2 separate regions of the Sus scrofa genome follow, and region 2 is linked to region 1. A link is a contact called in public Hi-C data. All regions are on one chromosome and are shown on one strand. Each heading gives the region's core, a stretch centred on a gene start, on an enhancer-like site or on the middle of the called end of the contact. The rest is flanking DNA. Distances are from core to core; before and after follow the strand shown. Region 1 overlaps UACA (uveal autoantigen with coiled-coil domains and ankyrin repeats). Region 2 holds the start of LRRC49 (leucine-rich repeat-containing protein 49).

Evidence for each region. Hi-C and Micro-C count contacts between places; a contact is called where the count stands out from the background.
Region 2: a Hi-C map of omental adipose tissue shows a contact between it and region 1, with 2.1 times the contacts expected there. The contact joins the promoter of LRRC49 here to the enhancer-like site in region 1. A contact is called at or near these places in 11 of 47 Hi-C or Micro-C datasets (embryonic fibroblasts, fetal heart ventricle, fetal skeletal muscle and 7 more) and 1 of 2 datasets of contacts at active chromatin or transcription factors (skeletal muscle).

The regions. Positions count from the first base shown.
Region 1 is chr1:168,376,860-168,382,094 of Sscrofa11.1, forward strand. UACA (uveal autoantigen with coiled-coil domains and ankyrin repeats) reads right to left here. Exons shown (of 18, transcript XM_021100801.1): 8 at 4,588-4,769; 9 at 3,450-3,487. Among named protein-coding and RNA genes, the nearest start is that of UACA, 74 kb to the right of the region's middle. Within about 2 kb of position 1,797, at least 2 of the 83 cell types and tissues checked have an H3K27ac peak or open chromatin away from gene starts, as enhancers often do. A contact at or near this core is called in omental adipose tissue, where this site is marked.
Region 2 is chr1:168,551,561-168,556,792 of Sscrofa11.1, forward strand. LRRC49 (leucine-rich repeat-containing protein 49) reads left to right here and starts at 1,801. Exons shown (of 18, transcript XM_001928481.7): 1 at 1,801-2,135; 2 at 2,771-2,827; 3 at 5,091-5,178. The coding sequence starts at 2,088.

The DNA.
Region 1 (5,235 bases), core at 547-3,046:
ATACCTCCTGTAAGATAATACTGACACATTCATATTAAAAGTTAATTCTTTTAGAAGAGATTGGACAAGAAAATAGAATTACAAAACATAAGCCACCCTTCCTTCCCCTACTCACTTCCCCCACCTTTGTGCTCCCTTTCTTTTCCCCAACACCAGCACAAATAGCACTGGAATTCTTTGCAAAGGAAGATACCAGCTTTTTTCTTTATACCTGAATGTTCTGATGCTCCCTCTGACTTGACTTCATATTTACTTCATCTAACATCTGTGTCAAATTTCGCTTTGGTAAAAATTAAGAAAACATAAGTTAGCAAGGATGAGATTTTTTATTTTTATTTTTTATTTATTTATTTTTCTTTTTGGGTTCACACCTGTGGCACAAGGAAGTTCCCAGGCTAAGGGTCGAATAGGAGCTGAGGCTGCCAGCATATGCCACAGCTCACAGCAACACCAGATCCTTGACCCAATGAGCAAGGCCAGGGATCAAACCCGCATCCTCATGCATACTAGTCGGGTTCTTAACCTACTGAGCCACAAGAGGAATTCCAAGGATGAGAATTTTTAAAAGTACATTTTCTTCAATACACAATACACACAATTAGTGATTTTCAGCTTATTCAAGTTTAAATTTTGCTGTACAAAACACAAGGTGGCAGTGTTTCCACTTAAAACTCCAAATGGAAAGCATCTTTAAGGATATATATTTTAAATAAACCAAATATAACCTATTTTAAAATACTAAAAAATAACAAAATTTAAAATTCTTATTTTTAAGTATTTTTTAACCAAAGCCATCATATTTTAAAAAGGAGAATTTAAACTAGAGGCAAAACTCAAGTTGTACTATAAATCATCAGCTACCATTTCCCCAAAAAAGAATTCAGTGTTTAAAAAAAGGAAGAGGGGGAGTTCCCATCGTGGCGCAGTGGTTAACGAATCCGACTAGGAACCATGAGGTTGCAGGTTCGGTCCCTGGCCTTGCTCAGTGGGTTAACGATCTGGCGTTGCTGTGAGCTGTGGTGTAGGTTGCAGACGTGGCTTGGATCCCGCGTTGCTGTGGCTCTGGCATAGGCCGGTGGCTGCAGCTCCGATTAGACCCCTGGCCTGGGAACCTCCATATGCCTCGGGAGCGGCCCAAAGAAATAGCAAAAAAAAAGACAAAAAAAAAAAAAAAAAGGAAGAGGGGGAGTTACATTAATGATGAAAGAAAATATGGAAATTATTTATTTCTTTAAGCACTGATGAAATAAAATAAGGGGTGTGATAAGAAAGAAACAGACAATCCACTGACTAAAGCTACATAAAAGATTTCTAAGTAATCTGGTTGGATACATGATCTGTTTTTGTACACTTACTGCTTTGAAACTTTATTCCAGTTTAGAGATTTGCTTTAATAAAAACACAACACAATCATTAAACAAGAGAGCAAATAAACTTTTTTTTGCCCCAATTGACCTGAAATCTACACAATAATTTAGAAAGCTATTGCTTTCTTCCTTTTTAAGAACTAAAAAACAAACAAAATAAAGAGTAAATATTTTAATTCTCCAAGGTAATTTATGTTTTGTATTATTTGTTGTGTTTGGCTTAACCAAGTACTTAATATTCTAATGAGCTCAGACTTGGACAAATTCCCATCAAGACTATATTCTGTATCTCTAATTCGGCCCAAACTACATTTCTAGCCTCATTCCTTCTAGCAACTTCCTTCACATGGAATCTGACCTGCCTCATCATACCACTTTCAGGCCCTGTCTTCCCTTCTGGCCCTTGGTTCCTGTCACTCTGGCCCTCTACTGCCCCATGGACATGTTAAACAAGCTCCCTCCTCAGGGGCTTGGAACTTGCCCTTCCCTGTACCCTTGGGGCTTTGCCCAGAGAGCCCCTGGCTCCCTTCTCATTTCCTTTAGACCTCTGCTCGAATGTCACTTCCTGACCACACAATCTAAAATAGCTCTCCGCCCTCTCTCTCTTCATGCCCTAATCCTGTTCCACTTATCTTCAAAGCATCTGCTATTAAATTAGATACCCATTTGCTTATTGTTCATCTCCCTCACTAGGCTGGGAGCTCCATGAGGGCAGGGACCTTGAATGCTGATATCCCCAGTACTTAGTAATGAGCATATAGTAAATAACTGAATACATCTTATTTTTTAAACTATACTATAGGTTAATTGATAAAAAGGATTATAAGCACCTTAATACATAAATAAGTCCTATTTACAGCAGATATTTTTAATGTATTTAATAAACAGCAGAAACAAATGAGTTTTACTGTCCTTAGCAGAATATTAACTCCATGATAACTTCTAGAGCACTAAGCAGGATACCATTCCCATATTAATATTCAATAATTCTTTATTTTAAATACCTGTATATTTCAGAAATCATTTTTCTATGATTCTATGTGAGATGGCTAGGATAGATGTAAGAATGCACATTTTACTTCCCTCCACTCCCACTTAGGTATCTGAGGAATGGAGAGAAGGTTAAGACAGCTACTCCAGTGGAAAAGAAGAGTGACAGCAGACATGACCCATGCACGGACTTATAACTTAATTCTGATGGACTGAAAAGGAGACATGCTTTCACACAGCTTTCAGATTCAGGTGTGAGCTAGAGAAATGATGCAGAATGATGACAGGATCACTCAGAAGGTACCTGATTACTTTCTCTTCAGGGTTTGGAAGTGTTCAGGCCCCTCTCACTAGAGAAAAGCTGAAAGCCTGGAAGGGAAGAGCCAGTAGAAGAGGAGAGCTGTCTACACTCGCTTGGGGCAAGACGGTGAGAGTGACTAAAGCACATCCACTCACTTTAACTCAAAGATATTATGGGAAATGGTTAGACATCTACTGAGAGTTAGATACAAAACCAGGGTTAAAGAGTAAATTTATAATAGTGCAAGGTATGAAACACACATGCACTGTGTTTTTTAAGGTACGATCCTCATTAAACTAAATACACAGAGAAGGTAAAAAGAAGAAAAAGGAAAAGAAATCAAAATGTTAACAGTGACATTGAGATCACATACAATTAGTTTTGAATTCTGTTTTTTCATTTCTTACTGCATTGAAAAATTTTCCAACAGAAGATATTCAGCTTTGTTACTATGGGAGAGTAGAAAGAAACTGTCTATGGCCTGCCAGGCTGAAATTCATCATCTAAGGATCTCAACAAGGTGCAATATTTCATACTTGAAAGAACTGGATGTTCAAGGCCAGCAATCAGGATATTTCCCATTGGATACATTCATTGTAATTAGACCCTCTGTCTCAAGCTGAGTGCCAGGATCTGGTTAAAGCCTCAGGATCTCAATACCTAGGTTCTACATGGGCATGATTAACTGAAGAGAGAGAACAACACGCATTTAAAACTCAAAATAGTTCTATATAACCACTAACCAGGTTTACTAAGCACTTAACTTGTACAATACATATAATTTTTTTAACCTGTTGTAAAGATGGTCCTTTCTTCCAAAGTTCTCTCCCTGAAGATTTAAAGAGAGAGAGAGGAGAGAGAGACAACAGGTTAACTGGGTAGACATGCATTCCCTAATTATATAATTGAGTCAATATTAAAGAAATAAAATTTAAAGTTTATTTTAAAGCTTACTAACTTACAGTTAAAAGACTGAAATATCACCTTTGCCTATCAGATTGGCAAAGTGTTTTTTTTTCTATGACCTCTCAGTAGATAATATTCATGCTAGAGAGGGGAGGCAAGTAAAAAATGCAAAATTTAAAACACTCCTAAATTAGAAGGCAACTTGTTGATATATATTATCAAAAGCTTAATGAAATGTACATAAGTTGAAACCTCCTGATTCAATTTCTAGGAAGTGATCCTAAGGGTACAGTAAAGATATGCTAAAATATTTATGCATAAGGATAGTAGTCACTAAATGATTATTTAAATAACAACTACAGAAAATTGATAATTAAATTAAATAGATAGAATTTTACGCATCAATAACAATCATACTGTAGAAAGAAATATTTATTTATGGGGGAAAGCCTTCAAACTGCATTACACAAAAAGTAATCTACAGCTCACAAATAGGTAACCTCAATTTTATGCATGGAGAAAAGACTGGAAGACTATGTTAATAGAGGTGCCTTGGTGGTAGGATGAGTGGCTAATTTTACTAATATACTTTTCTGTACTTTCCAATTTCTCTTAAGCATAGAAAAATATTTGGCACAAGTAGTATTTAATAAATCTTGGCTGAATATTTTATATACATGTTTAAACAATGATTCTTTCTTTAAAGCCTTGTAAGATAAAAGAGCTTAAGAGCCCCACCCCCCCATCAAAAAATATATATATTAGTAAAACATATGATTTGGCCCATTCTTTTCAGTTTTTAAATTACTCCACAGTAGAGTAGGGTTGACTAGAAAAACTGGACCATAAAACAAGTGAATACAATGTCAGTCTTCATAGCTGAGGCAAAGAGGGAGGTGAACCAATAGTATTTATCATAGGAATGTTTTGCCCCCTACAAACTGTAGTTCTACCATCTAAATCCTTTCAAGTAGCTCTTTATTAACCTGGACTAAATTTTCTAGTGACAGAAACTGCTGATACCTCTGTTGGTATTTTCTGATGCAGTCTTCAGTAAGGTCAGAATATCCAGATTGTCGCCAATTCTTGCATAGTAAAAACAATCATGACCAAGGGCATCCAGCAAGGTTACATCAGCGCCATTTTTCATTAAGACTTCTACTGCGTCTTTGCAGCCATACTCGCAACCTAGCATGAGAGCAGTCCTAGAAGGGAAGATAGAAGAACAAAAGACCTTGAGAAGGACCCAGGAAAATATTTCAGAAATCTCTTTCAGAGGCCCTTTCTTAAAGAACAGATATTACTTTAAAAAGTCATATTTGTTACAGACACATATTTGACTTCATATTTTCATTTTGTATTTTAACTTCATTGCATTTATAAAAACATTTGCTTTGTGTCTCAGTTTGCAGAACTAATAACATCTTACATCAGTTTACATAAGTTTGTAACTTTTACTACCAAATTAACCTCCTTTATTCCAGTCTTTCTATGACCTACAAGTAAAGTGCCATGATAATTTTCCATAACTGTCAGCCTATCTGTGCAAAACCTACAACAATAAACCCAAACTTTTAAATCACTTTGTGAAGTGAAACACACCATGCAAACTTCCCCAATGAATCCCTTCTACTCCAAAACAGAATCAAATTCCTGTTCCTGTTCTCCATT
Region 2 (5,232 bases), core at 551-3,050, 170 kb after region 1:
ATCACCATAACTGGTGCACAGTGAGCAACAAGGACTGTGGACTGGGATAGGACTGGTGTGGTACGCAGGGGCAAAAAACATGCAGGGCCCTGTAAATTGTGCTAATAATTTTGTTCTTCATCCTATTAATTGCAGGATACTGTTAAAGGATCTTAAGCACCCATCCCAATGTAGGAAGTAGGTTGGTATTGTAGGAGGAGATTTTATCTGGGAATTAGACCTAGAGAAAAGATTATAGGCTCTTGAGTAAATTAACCTCCTATATTGGCTTCCTTCTGCATAAATTGTGAGTTTGGACTAGATGAGCACCTAGGTTTCCTTCAGCTCTAAAATTCTACAGCTACCACTTTATATTCAAAGCCAAAATGTCACTTACAGATCATTTGATTTATTGGTGAATTCTTTCTATCTCTAAAACTGAACACCTTTTAGATCCAGTTAACAGTCATAATTTAATCTATGTTATGGTGGTAGGGCTGAAGTTTGACTAACTCAAAGAAGGCTAGGAAGTATTAAGATGGGAAGTGGGGAAGACAGTAGTGACCCGGTGCAAAATAAGTATAATCAATGCTTATGAATACCGGAGAAAGCAGGCAGAAGAGAGCAAGGTAGGAAAATTCATCTCTTTAGAATGATTTAATTTAAAGGCAGCTGGTCAAGAGGAAGTTTAGGAGTGGGAAGGGGTTGTCAGCAAGACTCAACCTCATCAGCATCTCTACTTCCCCCATTGTTTTGACAGTATGCTTATGTACTATGCTGTACAGAAATAGTTTTAAACACCTCATTCCTTGAGATGTGCTCAAATTAAACCCTTTCTGTTAAAATCTCAGGAGCAGAGAGTGGAGGTAACTGTGAAGGATGAGAGAGGGAGGAAGAGAGAAGAGAGAGTGAGAGTTAGTTTGGGGAAGAGGAGGTAGAAGGAATTCTAATTCCAAAGTGTCAGTGCTAAATAGGCTCTTGGATATCACTGAGTAAATAGAAAACTTCGAGATGAGGTGACTTTCCCAAGATGACACTAAATGGAGGAGCCTAGCCACAGATCCGGGATGCTTTTACGACCCTCGATGGACTACTGTGAAGAAGCCCTTTACCTGTGAAGTCACAACCTTCTTCCTGGCTTAGAGGGCAGTACAGGAGGCCGGCCCCGGGGCGGTCTCGGGCTGCCTGCCTGTCTGGGGTTCTTCTCCCTTTTCGGGGCCACCCGTTCGGTCGCCTTCTTCTTCCCCTTTAGGTGCAGGGGAGGACAGCCAGTGCAGGATGGGCACCGCGCCCGCCACGAGTCTCAGGCGCTGGGAGAAGCCCAAGTTCTTCTGGATCACCGAAGAGACACTGAAATAGGCTGGAGCGAAGTGGTCAGAACAATTGACAGAGCGGTCACGGCCCCCATACCAGTCGGCGCGGCGGCCCCGTACGAAGTGGTTGCACCGCACCGCCCGGTCTTTGGGGAAGCGGAACAGCGACTTCCCTGACTTGGTGGTGTTGCCGCAGTGGGCGGCCACGCAGCGGGCGGGAATAGTAGCTGCCTAGGGGGCTGGGGAGCTGGGGGCCTGCGCCCTCACCTGCAGAGGCAGCGTCGGCCTCGTGTCTTCCCCCCACCTCCAGCCGCCGGAAGTGCCGAACTGCGGCCCCACCTCGGAGAGTACCAGGCTCTTGCAGATCCTCCTTCTCCTCCTCTTGCCTCCAATCCTCCCCGGAGAGTGGTCACAGGCAGAGATACAAATTTCGCGCGGGCCCAGCTGAGGTGGGCCGTAAAGAAGGACGGACCGGAAGTGGTGGTTGTCATAGCTACCCAGGTGGCCGGCCTTTTCCCGGTCTTATCCTCCTCTCCACATTCCTGCTCCCTTGTTTTCTGGCCAGGAAAATAGAACAAGGGAGTAGTGACGTATTGGGCCCTCCAAATATAACCAGAGGCTCCAACGGGTGCACTGGCCGGTTGATTTGGTAGAGGACCAGACCGGAAATGGTAGTTTCCATGGTAACTGCTGAGCGGGTTGCCTGGGAGATGACCCCTTTCGGTCTCTTTGAATCTGTGCTGTAGCGTCACTTTTAAGGCAGATCTAACAGATCTTCTTGGACAGTCTCCTGCCATGATTCCCGGAAAATACCGCTCTGTTTCTGGCCGAGCTGCGAGCAACGTAGGTTGAGTCTTCTACTTTTCTCACATTCGTAGCGTCCTTTCTAACTGGCGTCTTTGTCCTAGGTGATGGGCTGTATTATTGGGTCCCGGACCGCTGAGTCTACTCAAGCTATTGTCTGACCGAGGCTTGAGATTCATGGACTGGACCAAGACACTTGGAGGGTATTTTATATTGTGATGGGTATTCAAAGTCTTGTCGTAGATCTGGGCTTCCCAGAAGGTGGAGCTGGTCTGCTGTGAAAGGCTAGGGTTCATTTAAATTCCTTTAACTGGCCAATTACTTTTTTTAAAATTAAGAAAATAATTTATTATTAACAGGCACCCCCAACTCCTTCACCTGTCTCACTGAGGTATTTGCCTAGACTTGAAATGGCAAGTGTCAAAAGCCTGAGGTGCTAAGTAGAGGGTTAAATTGCTGCAGACATTTTGGAAAATAAACCACAGTGAAACCTTCTAATTCTTAGTCTTGATTTTATTGTTTTCAGCAAATTCCCAGAACATGATAGTTTACCACAAAAAAGAAACAAAAAGCAAGCATTCCATTTTATTCTAATTTTTGTTATATCTTTAGCTGTACTGTTTTGGGGAGGAGTGTGTGTGTGTTAAAAGCATATTTTAATTTTTACATTGTAGGTGAATTGTGGGCTTCATCTGGTTATTCAGACATCATCGCTTCCTGAAAAAAACAAAGTAAGATTTAAGCAGATTTGTATTAAAATTGAATATAAACTGTTTTATATTCTGAACAAACAGCATGATTTAGAGTAGAATCTGAACTAGAAATTTTGAGTATATTTATTTTGATCACTAATCTAAAGCTAAATTTTATTTTCTGCCTACATAAAGCTAACTAGTGGTTACCAAAGAAGAGAAGGAAGGGGGGGAGGAGCAAATTGGGTATAGGATTAAGAGATACAAACTACTATACATAAAATAGAAATCAAAAAGATATATGGTATCTAGTTCAGGGAATTATAACCATTATTTTGCAGTAACTTTTAATGGAGTATCATCTATAAAAATACTTAATCACAATGTTGTACACATGAAAATAACATAATATTGTAAATAAACTATACATCAATTTAAAAATCAAACAAAACAAAACCAAAAAACCACCTCTTGTAAAAACTGAATCTTATTTCATCAATTACAAGAGGTAAGGTTTATTTTTTATTTTTTGACATGTAAGCATTTCTTGAATCAGGATCCTTCTTAAAACTGATGGCACATCATAGTTTAATTGGGAAAGTTTTTCTTTCTTAGTAGTAGGTAAAATGATGGCATGTCTTACTACTGATGGAGTCTTATAATAGATAAAATGTGATAATCTGGGGGCATATATCTAACATTCCAGAGAAAAATGATTAGCCATGGAAATATATTAGCCTAATGCTATTTGGCAGCATATGATTTAGAAGTTCATAAGATAGGAACATGAGATTCTTTTTCCCAAACAATTTGCCGTCATTATCCCTGGCATTTCCATAACTTAGGGCTTTTGATTTGATTTTTGAGATACGTATGTTTTTCTTTCCCTCCTGTCTCACCCCAGCCCTCAAATATACTCATCCATCTCCCACACAACTGTGTCTCAAAACACAACACAATTTTTCCTTCTTTGACCAAATTGGACACCTCCAATTGGCACAGTTCAGATTGTTCCTAAAAAGTTGTTAAATAGATGTTACTGGAGGAACTCGAAAGTGAAGGGCAGAATTTACAGGTAAAAGCATGAGGAGGATAAGGAGGGGCCCAAGGAGAGTGGATGTAAGGACACCACTGGTCAGGGAGGCAGCTGTTGATTACATTATGTATCTGAAAATAAACACTTGGAAAAATAGACCATTTGATAATCTTGAGTAAACAGTAGTTAGCTAGATTAATTGAAAATATTCCTTACTGTAATTGGACAAAATGGATTTCCTCCAAAGTTTGCTGATTGATTTCACTAGACAAATCCTAGTCTACTATTATACATAATGTATTTCTAGGAACTATGTGCCTCATCCAGATTCTTTCCAAACCATTCATTTTCTCTTGAGTGGATATATATTACAAGAAAATACTTTTAGTTTATATAATTCAGGATATAATATAAATGGTATCATAATTTTTATAGTATGGGTGAGTCAGAAGCATCATAATGCTAAGATATATATTTAGGGTTTCTTTGTAGCTAATCATAGGAGATAATTTTGATTTTTTTTTTCAGTCCTCCTATCAAATAATTTAAAATAAATTTAGAAAATTTAGAAGGTTTAGATATACAACTTTATTATGTTATAACTGGACTCTTAAAGGAATTCTAATGATAAAAATATTATCATCATTGTGATTTTTCCCAAGAGAATTAATTTCTATTGCGTGTGTTTTGCTCTTGCTTTCAAGAAGATGATTCTTGTAATCATTCAGTTGTGGTGAGAGTTTGGAGGAATTGCAGATGCCTCAGATTGAAGCATTGTTTCATCTGACCTCATGAAACCGACTCAAATTTGTGTGTATGTGTGTGGGGTAAAATACACATCACATACAATTTACCACTTTAACTATTTTAAATTGTGCAAATCAGTGGTCTAATTGGGAAAGTTTTCCAATTAAATACATTCACAATGTTGTGCAGCCATCACCACCATGTAATTCAGAATTTTTTTTTTTAATCACTGGAAAGGGAGTTACCTTACCTGTAACCCAGTCACTCCCCATTCTGCCTCCCCAGCCCTCTTGGAAGCCACAAACCTGCCTTCTGTCTCTATAGATTTTACTATTCTCGATATTTCATAAGTGGAGTCATACTATATGTAACTTTTTATGCCTGGCTTTCTTCACTTAGCATGATGTTTTCAAGGTTCATCCATGTTGTAACATCTATCAGTTATTATGTTATTTTATAGTTATATTCATTACTTACTGTAAATCTCCAAATTTTTTTTTCTTAAATAATGTTTTTTAGGTTGAATTCAGGCTAAATAAAGAAACATCATCATTCCCTGGTCGACTCTTACAACATGATCTTGAGAGAAACTACTCAAGTAGGCAAGGTATTGTCAGAGAGTATAGATAAGATATGGTTTATCTTCTTTAAGTAATATTGT